2 separate regions of the Mus musculus genome follow, and region 2 is linked to region 1. The links are chromatin contacts, called in public HiChIP or PLAC-seq maps. All regions are on one chromosome and are shown on one strand. The core of a region is the stretch at or near the end of the contact, and the rest is flanking DNA. Distances in the headings are between cores, read along the strand shown.

Region 1 (4,446 bases), core at 1,410-3,909:
TACCACCTCACATGTGAGTGCGCTAGTTCTGGGATTGTAGGTGTGAGTGACCTCACTGGCTTAGGCTCTACACACGTTCTGTGTGTGCAGAGTTGGCTGCTTTTGCTTATTCCCACTCTCAGTCTGCTCCCTACCTCAATTTACTAATTTAGTCTTAGAGTTTTTCAGGGAGATCAAAGACGGGGTTTTTCTCTCTCTATAGCTTTTGCTGTCCTGGAGCTCATTCTATAGACCAGGCTGGCCTTGATCTCACAAAGGTCTGCCTCCCAAGTGCTGGGATAAAAGGCATGAGCCACCGCCGCCACCACCACCAGGTATAATTTAGTGTCTTCTTGTTCCCAGCTGTTTCTGATAGGCTGTACCTAAGCCTCTGCAGAGTTCCTTTGATTGCTGTATAGCCAGTGTGTGTTTAAGGTAGTGCTTTGCAGTGCCCAGCAGCTTCTCACTTTTTGTTAGGGACTGGGGTCAGTGCTGTGCAAAGGCCCTGGTGTAACCTGGTCTCTTTAGAAGGAACAGGAGCTCCAGGCCAGCACCCCTTCTTCCCACCAGGTGCACAGCACCCTTCCCTCCCCATTCCATGTCAGCATCCTTGCAGACGAGGAAGTGACCAGCGCTTATGTGGTGTCCCTGGTGGGCTAGGGGTTCCTCGTGAGGTTTCAGGGCTCCCTAGGCCTCCATTGCACACTTTCTTGTACCCTAGCCCCTTCCAACACTTGCCACTGTTCCCTATGTGGGAATAACACTCCTGCAGCCCAGTGCTGTCTAAGCCCTCAGTCTCCATGCTGCTAGTACAGGTCAGTGCAGAATCCTGTCCTATCTCCTCTCTTTGAGCACCCTGCCCTGGCCAGGACACATTCTGTTCTTATAGAGTCACCATGGGACTCTCATTTCTTCTGAGAGGCTCCCTGTTGATCTGGAGTGTCATTCCCCCACAGAATTATATTTCAGTGTTTCTTGGGTGGTGGATACATATTTGAATTTTTTGCATATTCCCAAATGAGGCTAGACCTGGTAAGCTGTAGTGTGCTTTCTTCTCTGGGGGCCAGTGGTATGTACATAACTACACAGTCCACTTGTCTTGCCAGCTTCACCACTGCACATAAGATTATACCACTGGTACCTTTTCACAGTTGCAGACAGGTTCTGGAAGATGGCTGTGTCACTGACCACGAGGGAGCAGGACAGAGCAAGGGCAAAGCTGTTTTCCATTTCCTGACTGAATCAGTCTTTTGTCTGTGAGGTTCAGGATAACAGGACTCTTCCCCTTTGGGGCAGACTTAGAGGTTTTGTCCTTCTCTGTGGATCATGTGTCTGTGCTTGTTGGGACCCTGTGTTGTGCTTGCCCGTGTTGCTTGATAGACATTTGATACTCAGAGCATCTGCTCAGGTAGTAAAGGGTGTTTAAAATAACCCAGCATAAAAGGACATTAGGAGGAACAAGTCTTACCTTCTCAGTAGAGACTGGAACATGCTTTTGAAGTGTCAGAAAGTGCAACAACCTCCAGCCACAGCATGAGCTGTGCGCCAGTTCCCTTTTGTATGATGAGTCACCTGGAGTATAGCTGACGTGCTCCTCGGCAGCCCCTGAGAGCTATGAATGAGACCTGTGGAGACTCATTATGGGGACAGGAGGCACCCTCAGTGCTCCTTTCATGCTGTGCCCAGCTGTCATCCTGCCACCGGCATGTATGTTGGTCCTGGATCTTTGTAGTAGTCCTGGAGCGGTGGTTTACAGAAGTGATAGTGTGAGGTGGGCAGCATTACAGCTAAAGCTGCTTTACACAGGCCCAAGTCCTCACAGGCGCAGAGTCACAGTGGAGACCACAGGCTCCAACCTTGCGACCTGGCTGTGGGAGCTCCACAGTCTATGGCCCTGACCTGCACCTGCCTCCTTCCTCTGGAGTTTGGGTGCTATAAAAGCTGTGACACTACTTTTATGGTGAGACCAAGGTGTGTGCATTATAACAGGGAGGGCTGCCTATATAGATATGCAAAACTCGAAAGATGCTAAGGAAAAGCATCTAGCTTACTCTAGAGCAGTAGTTCTCAACCTGTGGGGTGACCTTTAGGGTCACATGTCAGAGATTTACATTATGATCCATAACAGCAAAATTATAGTTATGAAATAGCAATGAAAATGATTTTATAGTTGGGGTTGCAGCATTAGGAAGGCTGAGAATCACCGCTTTGGTGGGACGATATCTCCTCATGCTACCTGTCATGTGGGAAGGCCCACAAATTGGGGACCGTGCTAGATACAGTCAGTCCCCTGCAGCATTGCTGAGAGGAATGTGGTGTGGGCTTTATTCATCCTCAGAAGTGTCACTCAGTGCTAAGTGTAGGCAGTGATAGGAGAGCGCCTCAGAGAGAGGCAGGAAGCAGCACAGGAAGCTTCTCTCATGTCTGTGTGGAGGAGAAAATGCAAGTCAGGAGCATCGCTGAGAGGCCTGAGGTGACACCCAGCCTCACAAGCCTTCCTCCGAGTCAGAGCTAGGGCTGGGACACCTGCCTTCTCACCTTCCTCCCACCAAGGATGGGAGAGGCCGGTGGCTAGTGCCCATTGCCCTCTCAGGTGGCCAAGAGCCAGTGAGAAGGTGCCCTGTCTGTGGAGTGCTCACCAGGAGGTGTCTGCTCGCTCCTAGGGAACATCAACAGCTGCCACCTGCATTACTACTTCTTCCTGCTGGCCGCCATCCAGGGAGCTACGCTGCTGCTCTTCCTCATTGTGTCTGTGAAGTACGACCGCCAGCGAGCCAGGACAGATGGGGGGCCAGCCAGCACGAGGACCTGATGCAGCCAGCCAGCATGCTCACAGGTTCTGCAGACTCTAAGGCCTCAGGGCTTGCTAACTACCAGGGCACTGCCAGCAAGCAGACTGAGGCTAGATTGTTGGTGTCCCAACTTCTGAACTTGCATGTTGTCTGGACTGGCTTCTCCCTCCCTATGCCCGGATGATGGTGGTGAGTGCCTTACTATGGCCCGTCTCATGTGCACTGGGCCTGCCAGGAGATGAGGATGTGGCTTCTCTCACTGAAGGTCTCTGCCAGTCCTGAGCCAGCCATGCTCTCCTGGGCAGCCACCGTTCTGCTGCTGCCATCCTTATTCCTTACAAATATTGTTACTTCCTCATAGCATCTCCTTTACGATTAGCAAGCACTTCCATCAAGGCATAGGAGGATTCTCTTTAGAGGTGAAAGTGTGGTTGATGTCAAGAGAGCCCTAGGAGCTGTGTCTACTCCATCATGGACTCTTGTCACAGGCCTGGCTGATGCCAAGGCCTTTGTGGGTCAGTCATGTAGGCTCATCTGCTCAGAAAGTAGGTTTTGTTGACTGAGATAAAGAAGTTTTTATTAGACTAGGCTGGCCTCAAACTTGGGGCTGCCTCATGTCTGCTTCTCAAGTGCTGAGATCTCAGATGTCTGTCACTATGGTCAGCAGGACTTAGGTCATGAACAACTGATCTGCTTTAAGCACATGTGTCCGTGGTGATTGAGGACACCATGTCCTCACTGAAACCAGACAGCAGCTGGCAGGAGATTGGCAGTTACACCACGCAGATCTTTTCTGAGAACTTGACTTTGTGTAGCAGTAAGGATGGAGGCAGGTGGTGAGTGGGGAAAACATGGGAGCTGCTGGGCTATTGGCCCAGCTTTGTACCGTTACTGACATCTGGGGTTCTGAGTTTGTCAACTGAACTGTTGTGTGTGTTGCTGTGTTTTGTATAATTTTATAAAAGCTTCTCAGACTGACACCAAGAGCTTCCTGATGGTTTCTCCATACTCTGCATCAGTTCAGCATCCCCTACAGCTGCTGCCTGCTCAGCCTTGTATTCCTTTGGCCCAGTGTTAGAGCCACAGTGTTCAAGTCCACTTCTGCCAGAAACCTGACTCTGCCTCTCTCACACACCAGGAAGAAAGAAGCTTCAGGATAAAAACCATCCACTGTGCCCCTTGTTCTTGGCTTTGGGGCGGGTTGGGGGGGATAGTTCTGCAGAGGTTTGCCCATATCTTAAAGAAGAAGCTGGATGCTGAAGTCATTAATCTGCTGTCACGACGTAGACTTTCCTGGGTTGGTGAGAAGGCCTAGCAGGTAAAGGTGCCTGTCCCCAAGCCTGAGGCTGGCAGACATGGAGGGAAGGAACCAGTTGTCCTGACCTCTACATTACACCATTATGATGTGCAACCTTCCACCCCAAGTAAAACATATTCTAAAAGTAGGTTTTCTTCACAGGAATTTCTGTATTTGCATGAGAGAAGGACCTCTGCCACCCCTTAGTGTGCTGTGGACACACAGGGTGTGTGCTGGTCATAGGCATTTCTGCTTTGATAGCCCAGGGAGCACCCTAAGTGAGACAAGAATGGCAGCTGGGCAAGAGACTCTGGTGTGATGAAAAGGACCTGTGGGAACTGTCTCGAAGGTCCTGGGGCTGAGTGTGGCGAGAGCATC
Region 2 (4,532 bases), core at 1,120-3,619, 900 kb before region 1:
GAAATGAGACCATCAAATGACATGTCTTGTTTGATATTCTTTAAGTGTTGTTGGGGTAAAAGATCAGACACACTAAGCAAGAAAGCACACTGTTTCCTCTTTCATAAGAGTGATGGTTGATGGCAGCCGTCAACTTGATGATACAGAGAATCACCTGGGAAGAAAGTGGTCCTAGGGGCATCTTGTCAGGATGATCTACGGAAGGTCAATTGGTGTGGAATGAACCATCTTTGCTTCTTTGTAAACGCTTGAGTGTATGAATATAATCTGCTGAGTCCATTCAGTGTTGTTTGCCTACATGTACATGAGTTTAGGATTGACCACTCGGGAATGGAGAGTCTATCAGGAAGCTTGTCCCTGGAGAGAATGGACTCTTCCTCTCTCAGCAGCTATGGATTGCCTAGTTCTTCATCCAGGAGTTGGGTCCACTCACACTGGCATGCCCTCTTCGTGGCACCATTGCGTAGGCTTTATTTAGGCGACTGTGTTGTTGGGACCCCATGGGCGCAGCTTCTTCATATCTAAGAGGCATTATATTACAGCAGATATTCGGATCCTTTAGCCCTTACGGTATTTCCGCACCCCTTCCTTGGTTCGTTCTTTCTTTCTTTCTTTCTTTCTTTCTTTCTTTCTTTCTTTTTTTTTAAAGATTTATTTATTATTATATGTAAGTACACCGTAGCTGTCTTCAGACACACCAGAAGAGGGAGTCAGATCTTGTTACAGATGGTTGTGAGCCACCATGTGGTTGCTGAGATTTGAACTCTGGACCTTCGGAAGAGCAGTCGGGTGCTCTTACCCACTGAGCCATCTCACCAGCCCCCCTTGATTCTTTCTTAGTCTTAGGTGTAGGGATTGTGTTGTAGATGTATCAGTCAGGGTTGGGCATCTCCAACTTTCATCACTTGCCCCCCCCCCCAATATTTTGACCAGTTGTACATTTCTGGGATGGTCTCCATCTGCTGCAGAAAGTAACGTCTCAGATGAAAGGCGAGAGAGTTCATCTAAAAATTTGGAGCTAGGATCTACAGAGAAGAGAGTTCGTGCTCTGGGTTAGTTGCACCACTCAGTATGATATTGTCTAGAAAGAACCACAGTAACTATGGTGGGTGGGATTATTCTGTGGGTAGGAGATGTTTGGACTGGAGGAGGAGGAGGAAGCCAGCTGAACAGGAGCGTCCATTCCTCTCTGCTTCCTGTCTGTGGGTGCCGGGTGTCTGCGGGTGCTTCAAACGCCAGGTGCTTTGATTTCCTGCTATGGCCGACCATAGGGGCTAAAACAGATCTTTCACTTTTGTCTGGGCGTTTTATCTCAGCAACAGGAGAAAAGAAAAATTAGAGCAATGATGTAACATTTCCCCCTCCCGCCGGGGGTGGGGATGGAGTGGATAGGGGTCGGGGTGGAGGTTCACGGAGTGTAGCCTTGGCTGCTGTGGAGTGGAGAGATACCTACAGAGGTATTCTAGTCTTTTCTAATGGTGCCTAAGGCCAAACATCAGCTCTCTCTCTCCCCACTTCCCCTCCACACGCCACCCCCATCACATTTGCTCCCTTCCACAGAGCCTGGTGGGATCCAGTCCCAGCACGAGATCCCCATGATCCACACAGCAGCTTCCTGCTCCCTCTTCCATTTGGTTGGGGAGTTGCTGGCTGGCTCTGAGTTTTTGGGATGGGGGTGGGAGGGAGAGGCAGATAACTGTTTCGTAGCCCTTTTCTGCGAAGCCCTATTTATCACACGCAGATGCGGGAAGTTAGACTCTGATGAGGTGCTTGGTTGTGAGGGAGGCTACGGAAGACACTCTCCCCTTCACCACAAGGGAGAAAACGAAGCATTCTTCCCTAAGAAAGGGCCCTGATTGGGCTGCCTGCGGATGGCAAGTGCTGCCAAGTTGTGGGAACCTTGTGCACAGGGGGAGGGAGCTGAGGGCCGGCGTTTCATACCGCAGCTCTCTGCCTGGGGCTCTGCTCCATGGGCTTCTCCCCCAGCCAGATGTTGGGTCCTGTGGCCAGACTTCACAGTCTAGTGAGTATGGGGGGGGGGGTGTTGTTCTTCAGTGGGCCTCTGAGGCAGAGTGGGTCCCGGGGTCCCTGTGAGGCATGAGGGGTTGCACAGGACGAGGTTTCCCTTGTATGTGCCATTCCGGATGGGGTGCCTGATTGACCACACATTGTATGTGTGGTCATGCACTGAGTTTCAGGTCCTGGTCTGACTGCTCTAGAAAATATGGGCTGAGTTCAACAGCACCCACATCATGTTAATTATTAATTATTATTGTTCTTGCTGCTGCTGCTACTACTACTACTACTACCACCACCACCACTACTACTTTCCTGTGTACAGTTGTCTGCGTGCTCACCATGTGCATGCAGTACTAGCGGAGGCCAGGAGAAGGCGCCAGATCCATTGGAACTGGAGATTATACACAGTGAGCTGTGTGGGAGTTGATTCTATGGAAGAGCAGCCAGTGTTCTTAGCCTCTGAGCCATCTCTCCAGTCCTGCACTGATCTTCCTAGCCAATACCCTCTGTTGGCTGTCGTCCAGGGAGGTTTTTCAAAAGATAGAACCATGTCGGGGCTGGGGAATGACCTAGTTTTTAACGTGCACACCTTGTAAACACAGGGACCTGAGTTTGATTTCCCTAGAATCTTAGTTTAAAAAAAAAAAAATCAAAAGAACACCAGGTACAGTAATATGTACTTATAATGCCACTGTTGGGCATTCAAAGCCAGGAGAATGCCTGGGACTCTCTGGCCACCCAACCTAGTCTACTTGACTAGTTCCAGGCCAGTGATAAATCCTTTCTCAGCTCTGTGCTCCTGTCTGGGACCAAGGACAGCTCAGGGGCATGATTCCCACAGGGTACCCAGGAGTTATAGTTGTTCATGGTCATGACAATAAGAAACACAAACACCACTGAGGGACCTAGGAACATTCCTGGTAATTATACAGAGACAGCCAGTGTCAGCATGGGGATGGTGGTGGTGAGAATGGAAATGGAAGTGTGGGGGTAGGGGTGTAACTCCTGGGCACCATACGACCCCGTACTCACTGGAGAACTCAGTAGAGTGATCCATAGCCAGGGCTTAGTAATCACTGGGGCTGAGCAGCTCTCAGAAGGAACTTTGCAGCCCTATCTCCAAAACTCTCATGCTGGGCTTGGGAACGTGGAGCAGAGGGGACTCTGTTGGTTGCAGGGTTGGGTTCATGAATGCTGAGTGCACTTTCTGCATCTGGCACCGCTAGAAATGTTGCTTGGGACTGTGGGGTTTCCACTTCTGAGTGGCCCCCAGTAAGGATGCTGATTATGGTCCAGATGGCATTGATCTATAAATTGGTTAGCACCATCTTCAGGAAAGATCAGGGGTGTTAGCAGCCGGATCTCAGGGTGGTCTGGACTGGTCTCGAACAGTGAAATGTGCAATCTCCACAGATATTTCCATAGCAGCCATAGGCCAGTTCCTTCATGGTTCATTTAAGGAAAAGGTCCTCGTGTGTGGTCAGCGACATGAAACCTTTGAGGCAGAGTCACCACCTAACGAGACACCGTTGAAGTGGAAACTTCTGGTTTCTTTGGAGTCTCAGTTGTGTCGTGTGATATTTTTCTGGATACTGCCTTATGAGGGGATGCTTAGCTGAAGCAGACATGTGGGTGAGGATGTTTTGCTGAGAACGGGAATGTGGTGTTTTCCTGGAAGCTGCCTGGAAATAGGGCATGTGATGTTATGTTACAGTGGATGCTTGAGAGGACACGTGGTGTTTGGAAAGGATATAAATATAACCCAACAAAATGGACGACTCAGGCATTGGTTCACGCTGCCACTCTCTGCTGACTCTGTAGAGCGAAACGTACCAAAGAACTTCTTGTGAAAGTGTGGTGGCTTCTTGCCACTTCTATGCAGACTCGGGCCCGATTGGCAGAGCCTTGCGGTTTCTTCTGGATTGAACTGCTTGTTGCTGATTTGTGAATGGTGTTTGCAAGTGGATCAAGCTATCGCTGCTGATTCGCGTGAACTGAACTGCTGATAATATCCTGACAACAAAGATTGGAGTTGCCCCCCCCCCCCCCCCAAAGAACTGTTTCTAAACAGGTCCACATCCTTCCTTTTAACCTTTCCCTTCCACAACTTCTGGTGGGTGGTGTGCTAGACAGGAGGTTAAAGCATTAAAAAGCCCTTGTTAAAGTATGTTTTGAAAAATCTAAGCCTGCATACCGTACACCCTGGTAGCATTTGGCTCAACTGTGTCTTCTTCCTTGTAGAATGTATTGAGCTTCCTTTGGTGACACCATCCACAAACAGATGTGTGTGGCTACATAACCCTCAGCAGGCAAGGCCCCATGTTCCTGTGTGTGGCTTAAAGGAGATAGACCTGACATGTGCGTGGTAGTAGGATAAGGTACCGCTACCTAAGAGAATCTCCCCATCTCACACCATGCAGAAGCATGTGCCTAGGATGTTGCTCAGGGCTACAAGAAAGCAGATCTCTCCCATCAAAGGCTGAGGAGACAGGGCTGGCGTCTTAGTCACTGTC

Evidence for each region. HiChIP or PLAC-seq counts read pairs in DNA pulled down with a chosen protein or histone mark.
Region 2: an H3K27ac HiChIP or PLAC-seq map of SST interneurons shows a contact between it and region 1, with 17 times the contacts expected there. The contact joins two enhancer-like sites. A contact is called at or near these places in 16 of 484 Hi-C or Micro-C datasets (cerebellar granule neurons, cerebellum, cerebral cortex and 7 more) and 1 of 115 datasets of contacts at active chromatin or transcription factors (SST interneurons).

The regions. Positions count from the first base shown.
Region 1 is chr5:127,594,969-127,599,414 of GRCm38.p6, reverse strand. Slc15a4 (solute carrier family 15, member 4) reads left to right here. Exons shown (of 8, transcript NM_133895.1): 8 at 2,643-3,749. The coding sequence ends at 2,791. Among named protein-coding and RNA genes, the nearest start is that of Slc15a4, 20 kb to the left of the region's middle. Within about 2 kb of position 2,659, at least 36 of the 459 cell types and tissues checked have an H3K27ac peak or open chromatin away from gene starts, as enhancers often do. A contact at or near this core is called in SST interneurons, where this site is marked.
Region 2 is chr5:128,497,093-128,501,624 of GRCm38.p6, reverse strand. No RefSeq gene overlaps it. Among named protein-coding and RNA genes, the nearest start is that of Gm33738, 56 kb to the right of the region's middle. Within about 2 kb of position 2,369, at least 3 of the 459 cell types and tissues checked have an H3K27ac peak or open chromatin away from gene starts, as enhancers often do. A contact at or near this core is called in SST interneurons, where this site is marked.